Linked DNA regions of Hordeum vulgare: region 2 is linked to region 1. A link is a contact called in public Hi-C data. All regions are on one chromosome and are shown on one strand. Each heading gives the region's core, a stretch centred on a gene start, on an enhancer-like site or on the middle of the called end of the contact. The rest is flanking DNA. Distances are from core to core; before and after follow the strand shown.

Region 1 (2,981 bases), core at 315-2,814:
CCTGACCTGGAGTCGAAATGATAGGTTGATCCAAGACACCATCATTAGTTAACTAAATACTAAAAAAGATTCGGACATGAGAGGTTGCGTATGTGTGTTTATTAGACTCATGCTTCGTTTCATGTGCATGGGTTGGCGGAAAACCCTATTCGCCGCTCTGTGCAAAGCCGTGTCGTGGCTTCGCACAAAGCAGGAGAGGGATCACTTTCAAATGGACTAGCCTCTTAGCGGGGGTTGGAGTGCCCGGTTTTGGGAACCTTCTAGAGTTCCGAGTCGGGTTTTTCTGGTCTTGGGAAACTTCTAGAAAAATACCGTGAACCGGTTTTTCCTTTTTCATTTTTCTTTATTCTTTTCTGTTTCTGTCTCAAAAAATGTTCTCTATTTTCAAAAACTGTTTTTGAATATTCAAGAAATGTTCATGAATTTCAAAAAATGTTCTATATTCTCCAATAATTGTTTTTGGTTTCAAAATTTCTTCTTAAGATTCAAATTTGTTTTAAGTTTCAAAAAAAAAATCTTAAGATTCAAAAATTGTTTGTGCTTTAGAAAAATTCGTGCTTTCAAATTTGTTCAGAATTTTTCAAAATTGATCTTGGTTTCAAAATTTGTTCTCAAAATTCAAAATACATTCAAGTTTTAAAAATTTGTTCGCGCTTCCTAATTTGTTTGGGGTTTTCCAATTTTTTCTCATTTTCAAAATTAATTCTCAAGATTCAAAAAATGTTTGTGCTTTAAACAATTTGTTCACGTTTTTTAAAAATTGTCCTTGGTTTCAAAGTTTGTTCTCAAAATTAAAAACTGTTTGTGCTTCCAAATTTGTTCAATTTTTTAAAATTGTTCTCGGTTCAAAATTTGTTCTCAAAATTCAAAAACAAATGGTGCTTCAAAATTTTGTTCGGGATTTTTCAAAATTGTTTTCTTTTCCAAAAAAAAATCGCAGGATTCAATAAATGTTTTTTCTTTAAAAAATTGTTGATGCTTCTAAATTTGTTCCAATTTTTAAAAATTGTTCTCGGTTTCAAAATTCATTCTCATAATTCAAAAAAATTACATGCCTTAAAAATTTGTATGCGCTTTCAAATTTGTCCGTGGTATTTAAAAATTGTTCTATTTTTCAAAAAAAATGCCAGATTCAAAAAATGTTCGCGCTTCCAAATTTGTTCGCGTGTTTAAAATTGTTCTCGGTTTCAAAATTTGGTCTCAAAACTAAAAGAAAATTCGTGCTTGAAAAATTTGTTCGTGCTTTCATAAAATTTCAGGATTTTTCAAAATTGTTCTCCCTTTCAAAATTTTGTTCTAAAGATTAAAAAATGTTCATGCTTTATAAAATTGTATGCACTTCCAATTTGTTCACATTTTTCTGAATTGTTCTTCAAATTAGAAAGTTGTTTTTGCTTGAAATATAAAAAGAAAAGCAAAAAGGAAAAAACGATCCAAAAAATTAAAAAAAAACAGAGCAGCAAATAGGTAACAGAAAAATCAAACTGGGCCGGCCCAGTCGGGGCTCCCCTTGTGCGGCGCAGGGGCTTCCTGCCGCACTGAGCGGCAGGTAGGAGCTCCCTTGGTTGGCACCCAGCATCAATACTTGATCCAGCATGCTAGCACGTATGCTATGAGTAGCCTGCTGCGACAAAAAGAAAATCGGCTCGGCCGCAGGGAGCTAGAACTAGGCGAGCACAATAACTAGCAGTCGTGGTGTGCTCATATCATGATAATCAAGCAAGTTTTTCATTCTCATTTTTACATTTATACTTTTGATTATAGTTTTGAATTATTTTTTATTTTTTAATCTTGCATTTGAAAACTGTTCAAACATGTACTGAAAAATGTTTTTTGTTGTATACTAAAAATGTATAAATGTGATTATAAAAGTAGAAAATGTTGATCATGTATATGAAAAATGTTAATTGTATGTATGACTTTTTTGTGACAAGTATAAAATGTAGCACATTTCAGAAGAAATAGATGTGACATTTAAAGAATGATTGTACAAATATAAATGTAAATCAATAAAAATGTTTGTACGCTGAAAACAATGGACGTTAGATTTCAAAAGATCTTCACAAGTTTCAAAAATGTGTGTGTGACATTTTGAAAAAACTACAATCGACGAAATTTTTGTGTAGTTCATAAAAATGTTAAAAATATTTGGACATAAGTTCAGAAAATATAATTTAAATGTATTTGAAAATATATTGTAAACTTATTTCTTTATAAAAATATGTAATATGTATTTATAAAAATATTAAACTTGTATAAAGAATATATTATAAATGTATATAAAAATTTCATGTGTATGAAACAAAAGTAGACATGTATTAAAAGACAAACACAATGAAAACCAACAAAATAAACAAACATAAAAGCGAGAAAATTGGAAAATACCTAGAAAGAAATAAAGAAAACCAAAGTTTAAAAAGTAAAAATAGGAAATACTGAAAAAACTAATAAAACAGACACATAAAAGAAGAAAACGCAAAAACAAATGTGCAAAAACGAACAAACGAAAAGGAAAATAGGACCGAACACATTGACTGAACGAGAAAAACTGATTTTTTTCGTAAATTCGAAAGAACTTTTGTGGATTTGAAAAATATGTCCATGAATTTGAAAACTGTTTTGGATTTAAAAAATCTTCATGCATCCAAAAATTCTTTGTAAAATGTTCGTTAATTCAAAAGTGTTTGTGGTTATTTGAAAATGTTCAGGAATTCAATCATTGTTCGAAAATATTAAAAGACATGAATTCAAGAAGTCATCATGTATTCAACAATCTTCATGACTTAAAAAAAAGTCTGCGAATACAAAAAATGTACATAAATACAAAAACTTTAGCGAAATATAAAATGTTCAGGATTCACAATATTTTCATTTAGTTCAAAGATGATAATGATTCAGGGAAAAAATCAGGAAATTACAGTATGTTTATGTGTTCGGAAAATCTTTGTGATGTCAATAAATTTTCGGGAGTTTTAATGTTT
Region 2 (2,981 bases), core at 236-2,735, 200 kb before region 1:
GAGCTTATAGTTGAAGGCCTCTGCGTAAATCCCAAACTGGTAGAAACTATTGTCCGGAGTGCACAATCTTGTTATGTTGCTCAGCTCGTACCAGATGGTCCTGTTGCTGCTGACGGTGTTGCAATCGAAGAACTCGGTCCGACACATGGGACCCTCCAGATTGCAAGCCTCTCTCCAGCACGCTTCCTGCCTCTGCACCGAGAAGAGGTACCACAATGCTCCCAGCACGTGGCTTGCCAGCATGTAGAGTATGAGGTTATACGCCGCGCTGGCCCATGCGTTCTCCGTCATGGCTCCCGTCGCCATAACGATCTGCCTCGTGAGCGGGAAGATCTGGAAAAGCCGCGGGAGGTACTGGAAGATGATGCTGAACCGAAGGATGTCCTTCCGGTTTGCCGTGGCGGATTCCTTCAGCATAGGCACCACGATCCAGATCACGAACTGTGGATACCGGGGAGAAGCACACACACTTCAGAAGATTTCTACAGAGCATTTCAGTTCTAGCGATTCACGGCAAAGAGCACTGAATATAACTATATAACATCCGTTACCTGTGGCAGAGGCAGCGCGGTGATGAGATCAAACCAGAAGGTCCGTGACAGGTACCTCATGGCAATCTTGTAGGGCTGGATCACAAGCTCTCCTCTCCCAAACACCCGGGAAGACGGCGCGATGAACGCCGTCCGGAAGCGGAGGCAGATGTGGGCCGCGTAGAATACGTCCAGCAGCGACCGTATCACGGAGAGCATGAGCGCCAGCGAGTGCTTGAACTCGATGCACATGTTCTGCTGGGTTCCGGTGAGGTAGAGGAACAGCGGGTCCACGAAGAGCGAGAGCAGGCACGCCGTGAGGAAGATCTTGTTCCACAGATGGATCACCCGGCCGCGGGGGTCGAAGAAGAGGTGGCTACCTGAGTGCATCAGCGACTCCAGCTCCTCCGAGAAGGCGCGCGACAGCACCCTGTCCCTCAACCTTCTGCATGGCCTCTCCGGGCAAACCCGGGTGCCCAGCTTGCATTTCCTTGGATCATGAGGCAGTTTACTGTGGTTCTTGCTTGTTGTTGGCGGGCTTTCCAAGGAGATTGCTTTCAACTGCTGGACCTCGAGGTCGTTCTGAAACCTGGAATGGTAGCGCAGCAGAGAAGATATGTAAGAAAATCTGGAAACAATCCGTTAATCAATTTTCTTGAACATAGTACAGTTCACTGCAAAGGTGATATTAGTGACACCTAACACGTAAATCCTTGAGAACCGAAATGTCAAACCAACAATTTTACCCTGATAAGCAAGGTGATATTGGTCGAGCGGAGGCTCACCTGACGTTTCGTGAACCACAGCATGCCATGCCCGCTCTTTAACAGCTTCTGGTCAAAATTATCACGTATACATGCATGGGTAGATAACTTATAAGAAAGAGTATTGGCATCTTGTGGAAACAGGCACACCAGGACACACCATACTGTCTTCTTCAGCCAAAGGGAAAGTGACGGCAACACTCTGCTCAGCCACGAGAATCAATCGAAAGGCCATCTGCAACTAATAATTTTACAGGGTTCTCGTGATTCTGTACTTAAAGCCAGATCGACCAAAGGAAAATTTTGTTGACATTTTCCATTTGGACAGGCAAACACCGACGACATGTGATCAGGTTATCAACATGCATGTGACCCTCCTTTAATGTTTCCTTTCTCCCTGATGTTCAAGCTCAAAACCTAGAATGCATGAATCCTTGGCCATTCATTCAGCTTTAATGATTGTGTCCGAAAGGAAAAAAATTCGTGAAGTTTGAGTTGTCGCACATGGACCATTCGTACAATTTCATACGACGTATAGAGTTTTATTGATTCTCATGAGGGTAGATATAAAGGTGGACGGTTTACCTCTACTTGGACAGAATATAGTATGATCATTTCTTTCGAGATAATTAAGGTCATAAGTTATCTCGAAACAAATAATTAGCGAATGTTTTCCCATATTTTGCTTTTGCGCGGCGTGTTGTGAATCATGTGACACACTGGTTATGGTTACTTCACACTAGCACATTTAACTGATTAAAAAAAATGGTTTAAATGGTTTGGTTTTTACTAGGCTTTGACTAGTTTAGATTGGGCTCAGGCTTTTTATGTTTGGTTGGTTTGGGTTTACACAGAAAGTAGTTTGGATATGGATGATTATGTGCCTAAACCGTTTGGTCTATTTTAGGCTAGAAACTGTGGGTGCAACCCGGTTATTGCCCTAGTTCCTCGCCTCCAACTGCGAGCAAGCGATCGAGACCAAAGATAACGGCATCTCCCTCCCCACCGGCCGCCGCACACCCGCACAACCTCCTCCTTGCCGGCCGACGCACATCACGTCTCCTCCCATCCACTCCCCGATCCAAAGTCTCGCCGCGCCGCTTGCCGTTGCCCCAACGCGGAGATGTCGTTGCAGGAGCCGGAGCAGTGCCGTCGAATGCCGGCGCTGGGGGCGAGCTGAAGCAGGCGGCCGTGAAGTTCCCGAGGAAGTAGCCGACTGGAGGAGTTGGATCTGCAACGAGGATCCCCACCCCGACCCCAGTCAATCCCCTCCGCAGGTACAGACCCATCGATCCATTTCTGCCCTCGCCTCTGTTTCTTTCGCATCCAGTCAGTCTATCAGATCTCCAATTTGTGCATATGCTTCCTGTGAATAAATCTGAGAATGGTTTTAGAAAAAAATTGGTTTAAATGGTTTGGTTTTTCCCATGCAGTGTGCTCTAACAATTTGAGGCATACCTACCTCAAAGGGTTCTGAGACCATCGATTCCATGGATGAGGATAAGAGTCAAGTACCACATGCTAGGAGGTACAAGGTATGGGAGCACTATGAACAAGAACTGGTTGTCATAGAAGGAGACCTGAAGGCCGTGTGCAAATACCTTCGAGCGCAACTTCACACCAAGTTTGGGACTAGCAGTTTGAGAACCCATATTACAGAGGCTTGCCGATCAATTGAGGATGCTTG

Evidence for each region. Hi-C and Micro-C count contacts between places; a contact is called where the count stands out from the background.
Region 2: a Hi-C map of leaf shows a contact between it and region 1, with 6 times the contacts expected there. The contact joins the promoter of LOC123406039 here to the enhancer-like site in region 1. A contact is called at or near these places in 2 of 6 Hi-C or Micro-C datasets (both in leaf).

Annotation. Positions count from the first base shown.
Region 1 is chr6H:378,610,549-378,613,529 of MorexV3_pseudomolecules_assembly, reverse strand. No RefSeq gene overlaps it. Among protein-coding and RNA genes, the nearest start is that of LOC123406039, 200 kb to the left of the region's middle. Within about 2 kb of position 1,564, at least 3 of the 3 cell types and tissues checked have open chromatin away from gene starts, as enhancers often do. A contact at or near this core is called in leaf, where this site is marked.
Region 2 is chr6H:378,807,055-378,810,035 of MorexV3_pseudomolecules_assembly, reverse strand. It overlaps LOC123406039 (protein CNGC15b-like), which reads right to left and starts at 1,485. Exons shown (of 5, transcript XM_045099540.1): 1 at 1,316-1,485; 2 at 552-1,119; 3 at 1-441. The coding sequence starts at 1,344.